Linked DNA regions of Mus musculus: region 1 is linked to region 2. Evidence: chromatin contacts called from public Hi-C data. All regions are on one chromosome and are shown on one strand. The core of a region is the stretch at or near the end of the contact, and the rest is flanking DNA. Distances in the headings are between cores, read along the strand shown.

Evidence for each region. Hi-C and Micro-C count contacts between places; a contact is called where the count stands out from the background.
Region 1: a Hi-C map of liver shows a contact between it and region 2, with 6 times the contacts expected there. A contact is called at or near these places in 1 of 39 promoter capture datasets (liver), 15 of 484 Hi-C or Micro-C datasets (the AML12 cell line, cranial neural crest, granulosa cells and 6 more) and 8 of 130 datasets of targeted methods (CD8 T cells, the HPC-7 cell line, embryonic fibroblasts and 4 more).

Annotation. Positions count from the first base shown.
Region 1 is chr19:21,142,167-21,147,056 of GRCm38.p6, forward strand. It overlaps Gm32979 (a long non-coding RNA gene), which reads left to right. Exons shown (of 3, transcript XR_386592.4): 2 at 984-1,304; 3 at 1,681-4,273. Among named protein-coding and RNA genes, the nearest start is that of Gm32979, 7.3 kb to the left of the region's middle.
Region 2 is chr19:21,100,574-21,106,219 of GRCm38.p6, forward strand. 4930554I06Rik (RIKEN cDNA 4930554I06 gene) reads left to right here and starts at 4,137. Exons shown (of 2, transcript NR_126458.1): 1 at 4,137-4,179; 2 at 4,420-4,965.

The DNA of each region.
Region 1 (4,890 bases), core at 1,420-3,919, 40 kb after region 2:
CTGATAACAGGAAACAATTGTATCTGTCAGTGAGTTAAACTTCAGGTAACCCCCAACTTCAACTTCCATCACAAAGGTACAGAGAAGGATATCACCCCAAGTTTTGCTTGAAGTCCTGATTCTCAGACTCTGTGAGCATTCTGGATGTTTGCTTTACAACAACTAGTTTAGGAATAATTTAAGCAACTGTAGCCTTTTATTTTTCATCACTGTGAATTTCTATTTGTGGGGATCTTGGCAGAACTCAGGAATCACTGTTACCTCTTGATTTTGGCTTCGATACTATAGCTCTTCTTAACCAGACAGTAGATTGTAATGGTCTAGAAAGTTTAAAAAAATGGCAATATCTTGATTCAGTGCCAATTATAGTGCATAATTTGAAAATATTCCTCATGCATTGCAATAAGACTCCTCCAAAGGGGGAAAACCACTGACTTATTACTACTCCTTACATTGTGTGCCAATTGATGAAGACTTCCCATCGTCCATTAACGGTCCAGAAAGATCCGCTTATACATGGGTCTTAAGAAGACTGCATTTGCAGTCTGAAAGAACTAGAAGTAAACCTGGTGCTTCTAGTACATAAGTCTTTCTCAGTAGAATCTAGGTTAGTAACAAAAGATCCCAAACTATGGGTTTCACAAGAGAATCTCCAGTATATTAACCATGACCTTCTCAGATCTTCTCTTCAAAAGCTGGAAGATTTGAAACAAGGCAGCGATGTTCACTTTCATCCTCCTTCAACATTGAACTAAATGTTCTAGCTAACGCAACTACAGAAGAACAAAAGTAAAAGATATCCATCTGGAGATGAAGAAGTAAAAGTGTGCCTGTAAGTGGTATGTATGTGAGAGTGTGTGTGTGTGTGTGTGTGTGTGTGTGTGTGTGTGTGTGTGTGTAAAATCTGGAGAGGTTTATAGTGTGCCCTACTATGTCCTGAAAACAAAAGGCATTTCTGTCCATCTTTCTTCACCACTTTCTAGGACAGCAGTTCACCAACCTCAACGTGGAGAACAGAGCTACTAAACATGAATTCTCAGGCCACATTCCCAGAGATGCTCAAACACTAGCTGGAAACTTCATCTTAAGAAGCATTCTAGGCTGGGGTGAGGCATGTGAACTTCCATACTAGACTTTGTGAAACACAGAACTCCATCTTTCAGAAGTCCATGTGTGCAAGGAACTCCTTACAGCCAACAACATCACCTATGTGGGGATCTGAGCTTATCTTCCCAGCAAGTTCTGTGACTTTCCACATATCCCTTGACCTCAGGCTTCCTCAGTTCCCTTCACTACAGAATGAGGTAAATGAATATTATATTCTTAAGAGTTTGATGTGAGCACTCAATGTATTAACATGGCAAACATATTTATTGCCACGTATGTGACATATCTGCCTGTCCCGGGGCACTAGACTTCTCATGTAGACACCACAGCCAAGTGCATCTTTGTCCACCCTATTCACCTTCTTTACCTTCCTCTGACCCCCTCAGAAAAGCTGTGGGAAGCAGACACCGTTAGTAATGAGATGAAGAATGGGCCGGCTGTTCCCTCATAAATGGGAGCCCTTCTCAACCTTAAGGGTCCATAGCAAATCTAAGTCTTATCACCAGTTGATTTTGTTCTTTTCAATTTGATGTATACCCTTTGTGAAACCAGGTTTCGTTTTCTTGTTTCCAGTGTATTTCACCAAGAGCTCATTTCCATACATAAACAGAAGACTCCTGTTTTTACAACTTCCTAACTCCTAAAAGGTATTGACTCCTCCCCCATTCAGCAGCGCAGTAGCAAGCCTGTAGAAGATTGTTTTGCACCTGGGGAGGTAGCTTCCACTGCTTGAATAAATAATTTATGGGGATCAACACTTGCTTAAATGAATGAAAAGAAAGATGAACTGGAAAGCATCTCTCTTCCCTCCCCAAATCTCCTCATGAGAGAAGCATTAATGGCATTCCTTGATGTGCACAGGTGGACAGAGCTGAGCTGATGGATGCCAATTGGGACACTGCGGAGAACAGCCCTGCTATGAAGCTTACCTGATAGTGAGCTGAGAACAGAGGGGTTTTTTTGTTTTTGTTTTTGTTTTTGTTTTTGTTTTTTAACACCAGATACTGTGACCACTGACAACCAGGGAAACCAGCTCTTGGCTAAACGTGTGGTTTCCTGAAGCAGCAAAACCTCAGAAGGAGAGAAAATTAATCCGGTCAGAAAGAAGGACTCAGAGCGAGCTGGTGATTCACACTGTCCTCGGGAGGAAAGCTGGACGTGCCCTCTTAAATACCCTTCAACTGTGGTTTCCTACTACTTTGTTCAAACGTCTATTTATTCCCAAATATTAATTGTATCTCAGAAGGAGTGTGTTTAAAGATTTGGCTTTAAATTTCCCTCTAGAAAACTCATTAGAGGTGGACAGAGCTGAATTTAAGCCACTCTGTTCACAAAGTTCTTTGGAGCTCAAAACGTACGTTCAGGCAACATAGAAGAAAAACTAGAACTTTGGAGTTGACGTCCGTATTTCTCCTAGTCTGTAACACAATACTGTGCACGCCTGCAGGGAGAAGAAAGAATATATTCTTGACCTTAAGTGACCAATTCTTGATCCCTTGTAAACATGAACGGCTGGCAGCTGGGCTTGTGTGTGCTAAACTCCACCCCCTCATTCACATACCGCGTTTGGAGGAGCTTAGCAGCACTTCCTGTTTGAGGTCATGACCCAAGATCAGAGTAGCTTAGGCAGGGTCAGGAAAACAGTATCAGCTCCTGGGACTGGCTCCCTTAAGCCTTGAGTCATCCTTCCCTATACCTGAAACTTAGAAGCCAGAGGTGGGCAGAGAGCAGCAGGAAAGCTGATAATTAGAGACAAGCCTCCCCCTGTCCCAAAGGCTCATTTCTCCCAGTTCCCTACTCTCTCTCACACATCCTCCTCCTCCTCCGAGGGGCTAGAGGAGTGGATCAAAGACGGGATTATACCTCTTTGAAGTGGTGACATCGTTTATGGATCTGAAGTCACGTCTTTTCAGACTGTCAGTAAGGCAAGAAGAGCCTCAGGAGCTCAACTTTCCGAAATGAACCTGTCTCACAGCTCTGCGGCAACCGAGGGACAGGAATGGATAGCCACAGCATCCTAAAAAGGATGTCTTTCCAGCACACAAAGTTGCTTGATTAATTAATTCAGGCATTGTAATAACTGAAGTAATTGAAAACCAAGTATTTATGGCTGAACAGAACCTCAAACAGGTCTACTGGTTTGTCAGTCAAGGCTGGGGTTATTGCTATATAATCCCTTAGGTTTTTAGTTTTAGGTTTTTCCCCATGAAAGTCAAGCTAAGTGCCCAAGGCTGCTGTTCACTGCCATGTGTGCACATTACCTTGTGATAATAACAAATGCAATCTGAGGACATTTATATTCACAAACTTTGTCCTCAGAGTCAAGGATAGGAAGGGGGCCAAAGGCTGTGCTCGGAAGTCCAAACAGCAAATTTTAGGTAAAATGGATGAAAACTCTAGTTAATATCTATGACCGTGTTGTGCCCACCTATGGCAGTCTCCATAAATTATAATAAAGCCAAGAGAACCACATTACTAATGAACATCAATAAAAGGATTGGATAAATGAAAGTTAAAAATAGAAGATTTTAAGCTGCTTTGTAGGATGATAGAAATCTTACACAGTCCCTCCTTATGTGTTCCTAAAATGCCTGCTGCCGTCTTCAGCACTCTCAGGACTACAGAATTCCTGCCTGTTCCACTGTGACTCTTCAACTCCACTAGTTTCAAAGATGCAGACAACTGGAGCCCTCAAATCTTCCATACATCAGCATGTGAAGCCTGCCTAACGATAAGGCACCATCCACAGACCATAAGCAACCACACTAAAAGCTCCTCAAAGGGAATTTTCTTCAAACTTCACTTTCTACGGGGACCAGGCCAGTAGTGTACAGAAAGATCAGGCAATTGGAAAATCTGGGCCCCACTCCCTGCTACTCTCTCTCTCTAACTCCAGTCACTTTTCCCACTGAAATTTATAAGCCTGGTGCTAACATTTTCTAATTCTTAAGAGATTACAAAAGTCCCCACAGGGAGATGTCTTTTGCCACCTTATACACGGTTGTAGCAAGTTAACTTTTGTAAAACACCATACTAGGAAATTAAATCACGGCTATGAAAATAAACATCAATTTGGGATCCGTGGTCTACAGTTTTATCTTTGGACTTGTAGACAAACACATGTGCTTTTTATCTTGGCACATGCAGACACACACATGTGCTGCCAACAGACCAGTTACTGGACTCTCCTCAGTCTCCACAGTGAGAGATCTGGAAATGGAATTTGTCAAATTTCCATCACCCTTGGAGATAACTTGTAGAAGTCTTGGCTTTGTCCCTTTATTAATTTTGTGTGTTTTATGCTATAATGATTTCGGTATCATTCACTGTAATGAATGATGGGCCTAGTAATTCATAGCATTTACCAAAAGAATCAACAAAAGTTTAAAGTTGCGCTGGGCTGGCTACATAGTGATTTCCTGGCTAGCCTGGGCTACAGGTGATACTATGCCCCAGAAAAGAAGTGGAATGCAATGAAAAACAAACTGACTGTACTTGGCATAATTTTTTTAAAAGAAGGTTTTTGTCCATTTACTAAAATATGAAGTCTCCTAGAAAAAAAATGTATTTAAACACTAGAAATTCCCTCTAAACAAACAAACAAAAATATGTATGTATCTTCACTGAAAAGTAAGGTGTTAGTGTTGTATAATGCAAAATTGTGTTCTCCATAAATACCAAAATAGGAGACTTTGAGTCTTAGGGGCAGAACTAGAATAGCTCGCAGAAAGGTAAGCTCCCTCGACTGGGTGAGGTAAGCAAGCAGTTACTCAGGAAGAGCTG
Region 2 (5,646 bases), core at 2,887-5,386:
AAGCTGTTTCTTTACATGTTATAAACATGTCTACAGCATGTTTTAGCTTTAGAGTAGAAAATTTTGATAAATTAAGGACTCAGTTAACAAACTTAACAACGTACTAGACACTGCAGTCAAATGAATCTGCACAACTGGAAAGTGGGCCACAAGTAATATTCTACATGGAGATATAAAGACAGCAAAATGAAAAACACAAAAGAAAACATAACAGACTTAGAAAATACATTGAAAATTTCTTGCATAATTTTCATCAGAATGAGGAGAAAACTAGATAATGGGGTATGTCAATAATGATCAGATATAGCTGGGCGTTATTTTGAGATTTAGAAAATATTACATTTTATCTCCAGTTTATCTTTCACAATGTAACAATAATAATAAAAAAATGTTCCTTTCAGGTCAAAGAAGAAGTATCAGATGTAGGCAACCACAGCTCCACCTGCCACTCTATGGGACTTTTAGGAATCCATCTACAGAGGCTCAACAGTCACAGCTGTACTTCTTAGATCGAGATGACTAAATGCACCTCGCAACCCATAAAGAATTCTGCTGCTCCCACAGGCTTTGAGGGGGTTCCACCGACTACAGTCTGCACAACTGTCCAGGGGCACCATTCCTGCATTCTTCATTACCATTTCAGGGTGGTTCTGTAGAAATTAGGGATTCTGCCTCATTCAGAGAACATGATTTCTCTGGCTCTTCCTTGCCTTTACTGCCCAGGAGTGAGGGCGAGGGGAGGTGCTTTTTATCTTCTACACTCAGGACCCACGCAGAGCCCCTATCAAGGATCCAAGTCTTCTATTCTTTTCCTGATTCTCTCCTTCCTTATAGAAAGTTTTATCCAGTTGCTCTCGGGAGGCATTTGTTCCTATGCTTTATTCTAAATTCCCTCTCTTATATGTAAGCCCATGAATCTAGTTCTCAGAGGTGAATGTTTTATTCTTTTACTTCAGTCCTGCTGTGTTGCTTATCTCTATAGACAATGAATGTCACTGAATGAACAGGGTAACACCAAAACATAAGAAACTTCACCAAGGAAGAAACCTGAATTGGCTTCTTAGGGTGGTATTTTACAATATATGAATTCTTAAGTCTTAACCAGTACACATGTGCAGATGCATATGTATGGATACTTACATATAAATACACACAGAAAGACAGTATTTTCTGTGCACAGGGTGTTTATTATAGTTTGTTTCTTAATTGTTTGCTTTATTTCTTTTGAGATAGACTCTTGAAATATAGTTCATGCTAGCTTTGAACTCATAATCCTCCTGCCTCTGCCTCTGCCTCTCTGCCTCTCTGCCTCTCTGCCTCTCTGCCTCTCTGCCTCTCTGCCTCTCTGCCTCTCTGCCTCTCTGCCTCTCTGCCTCTCTGCCTCTCTGCCTCTCTGCCTCTCTGCCTCTCTGCCTCTCTGCCTCTCTGCCTCTCTGCCTCTCTGCCTCTCTGCCTCTCTGCCTCTCTGCCTCTCTGCCTCTCTGCCTCTCTGCCTCTCTGCCTCTCTGCCTCTGCCTCTGCCTCTGCCTCTGCCTCTGCCAAGTGCCAGGAGTACAAACATGTACCATCATGTCCAGGTTATATGTATATATATATATATATATATATATATATATATATCACAACAGAATTATATATGTATATATATATGTATATATATATATATATATATATATATATATATATATATATATATCACAACAGAATTTATTATTAAAAAGTAGTGTTCCATATTTAAGTGGTAGCCTTCCATTACTGGAGGGGGTGGGGTGACATAAAAGAAGCAAGGTTTAGTTTAGGCTCATGGGTTTGTAGATTTTGGTGTGCTTTGAGCCCTGTGACAAGGCACTACTATATTATGGCGGGGAGTGTATGGTAAAACAAACTATCTCATGGCTAGGATGGGAGAGAGGAAGAATAAGGAGAAAGTGTACTGTACCTTTAAGGACACATTCCCAATGATCTGAAGACCTCCCATAAGGCCCCACCCTTTAACATGTCTACATCCTCTCAGTGGGACAGTAGACAGAGGCTCAAGCCTTTAATAACATTGATTGCTAGAGAGTGTTAGAGAATGTTCTAAGACCTGAATTTATTGTTATTATTTGGGGCCTTGGTCTTTGCCGTATAGCTCAGACTGACCTCCACGTTGCAGTCTTTCTGTCTGAGCCTCCTTAACGTTGGGATTACAGGTGGGCCACCAGATGTGGTGCTAGAACTTGATTTTTAACATATTCTAAACAGGGCTATCACACTGTAATGTTGCCCCTTTCCTGGCTTCATGTCCCTTAGTAGTTCTTTACTAGTTCACAAAACTGTGAGGGGTAATTGTTGCACATAAGCTGTCCTCTTCTGTAAGAAATACAATCCCAGCACTTAGAGGAAGGTCATGAGTTTTAAGTTTAGCCTGAATGTGAAACAATGAAGCTTAGTGGATAAACCTAGGTATTATACATCATTTTCCCTGTTGCTGTGAGTAAATGCCTTGGTTAGGACAAAGGCAACTTAAAAATGGGCTTTAATGGGTTTTATTTTTTATTTTGACATACAGTTCGAAGGGATACAGTCAGCCATATTAGTGAAGCTACGGCAGCAGAAACCTAAATCAGTTGATCATATTTTCTAGCTTAAAAGTATGTAGGGATTAGAAGGCAGACTAAAAACTGCTACTAAAAAACAAAACCCAAACAAACAAACAAGCCTTTAAAACTCCCAAACTCCACCATGTCTGAAGGGACTGTAGCCAGCCTGAGCATGGTACACGTGACTCTGCCTGGTCTTGTCCTTTCCCCCATTCTCTCTGCCTTACTAAAGGCCATTAGATTACATCCCTAAAAGCTGGCTTCCAAGGTCTATTCTCTTATTTGGCTACTTCTTCCTCTTGAGGCTGACCACCAAGCTCTATCAAAGTATTGAAGTCCAGCAATCAAAAGCCCCTTAGCCTGTACAGTTAAAATTAAACACCTCATTCTAACACAGCGTTTCCCCCTTTACATTTATAAACTGCCCTTTGCTTGTGTGTCTGTCTCCTCTCTAGCCAGAGGTAGTCCTCTGACCCAATCCAGGACATACCCCTGCCTCCTCTCCCTTGTTCCCTTCTCCTGTTTCCTTGACCTTTATCTCCTGTCTTTGTCTCTTATTCTCTGCCTTTGTCCCTCTGGGGCAAATAAATCTCCACTGTGCAGAGAACGTGGTCTTGGGGCTTCCTGAGCCTAGACTATTCCCTTACAAGGTCAAGTCCCACACCTAGTGATGTAATTCCTTTGGTGAAGCTCCCTCTCTTAAGGACTCCATAACCTTCTTACAAAACAGTGTTACCAACTGCTGGCAATAGGCATTTCACATTCAAACTGCAACAACCCCCAGCTACCTCAGATACCCAGGAATGTGGGTAGATGGATGTCAGTGGTTGAGGTCCTCATATGTAGAACCATCAGAAGGATAAGTTATATGTCTTATAAAAGACCATACACTAGATAGCTTTGGGGGGGGGGGAACAATTCTTGTTTCTCACAGTTCTGGAAGATAGGATGTTCACTTAGCAGACTGATTTCTAAAGAAGCCTGCTTTGTCATAGATGGCTCCTCCTCTGTGTCCTCTCATGGTGCAAGAGGTCACTAGTTCTCCAGGGCCTTGATTATAAGGACATTAATTCCATGAATGTGGACTCCACACTCCTATCCTAGCTTCCTTCCATAGACTTTATCTGTTAACACCACCTCTGTGGGACTAGGATTCCAATATATAATCTGAGGCAGCTACAAACTTTTAGTCTTTGAAAGAGCTGCCCAGAATTCCGATAGAGCAAGAAGTGGAAGAAAACGGGAGTACTGTCGGATTGTATCAACGGATGGTTCCTTCATGACTCAGAAAACAAGTGAGGGGACCATCTGCGGGTATTTGAGGTCACAAGGTTCTATTGGAGGCCACAGTACCACCCCGCCCCATCACGTGATAATAGAACCTGAGTACAGTAGATAGAACAGGAAAATACCAAGGGCACGCCCCTTCTGTGATGCAAACCACACTGGTCCTTGTAGTCTGATAGCAGGAGCAAGAGGAACAATAACATACTCTCCTATGACAAGTCAAGGAGGGAACAAACAGTAAAGCCAGCAGGCATCAAGGGAGCAGGCAGTCTCCTCAATGCCCAGAGTGGCACTAGTAACCACCCCAGGAGTGAGTCACTGGCATGGGGGAGGGCTGAGGAAAGGCTGCAGCTCTCGCGCACGCTGGGCTGGTAAACAACCCCAAAGGATCAGAGCCAAACCAGGAAATGCCAGAATATCAACCTGTGGTTTCGGGGTGGATGCCTGGGCCCCACCACAGGGCTGCTACAGGGGTAGTGTCTGGAGATAGAATCCAGAAGGTTCCATTTTAAGCAAGGTTTGAGAAGATCTTTGTTTTTTAAATCAGTAGAACCCAAGGACAAGCAACGGAGCACCTTGGGCTGGACTCTTAAGTTGGGAGACTTTGGAGCCACAGTCTAGCCTCGCTCTCAAGAGGAAGACCAGCTAGGGGTCAAGGGAAGACCCCCAGGGGTAAATCTGCTCATCCAGTGCTTAAGAAAACCCACTTCAAATGTGATATTAGGCCCATCGCCAAGGCCTGACTCAGCTTCTCTCCATGGCCTGTGCTGGGTGTTTGCTTAGGGTTACACTGTGGGCAGGACACAACCAGGAAGAGAAGAGAAGACCTCTTCACCCGCAATGTCCATGGGTACCTGTGTCTGCCCACCCGGAGGCCTTGCTGGCTTAACTAGAAGCATGCTGGCTATTTGAAAGTTTTGTTATTGTTATTCTCTTTGGTCTTGTTTTTATCGTGATTTGGTTTGGTTTTCCACGGGAGTTTGTTTCTGGGTTTAGACGCCTGATTTACTTTCTTCTAAAGCACCCAGGAGGGATGGGGAAATGCTTTGGGTCAGAATACAACATTTAAAAGTAAACGAATGAACTGAGAAGTTAATCTTACTGACTTAAATTTTTATTTCTTCTCTTGTAGATTAAGTTTTGCAAAACAGAGCTTGCTCAATTAAGTAGGATCTTAAAAATCTGAACATGTAGAGGTAGTTTAATTGTATCCATTGAGGGTTTTTTTTTTGTTTTTTGTTTTGGGGTTTTTTTGTTTTTTTGTTTTTTTTTTGCCCCACCCCTTCTCTGTTTGACATAGAGAATCACTGGAATGTATTAAAGACATCAGAACAAAGCCACTGTCTAAGACAAGTTGCATAGGAAATGAAACAATAAAGGTTGAGCAGGGCAGTGTGTTAAATTGAGTCCTAAAATGAGAACCCCAGTCAGGAGAATTGACTAGATCTTCACAAGGTCCTCTCTTCTTCTTCTTCCGGTGTTCAATGTTACCATTTTGTAGATCCTGCTCCCCCACTCTCTCTCCCCTCCCTTCTCTGTCTCTCTTTTTCTGTCTGTCTGTCTCTGTCTGTCCCCACTCCCACACACCCCCTTTGCCTTCCTCCTTCCAAATTGAGTACATAGGTTTTCAAGTTTCAGGAATAAATCAAGCCAATAGATGCTCAGCTTTGGTTGAGGACATGTGAGGAGGAATGGGGGTTTTGTTTGATCAGTTTGGGGTTGTTTTCTTTTGTTTTGTTTTAAGATAGAAACACAACTCATACTATGTTTTTCCTTC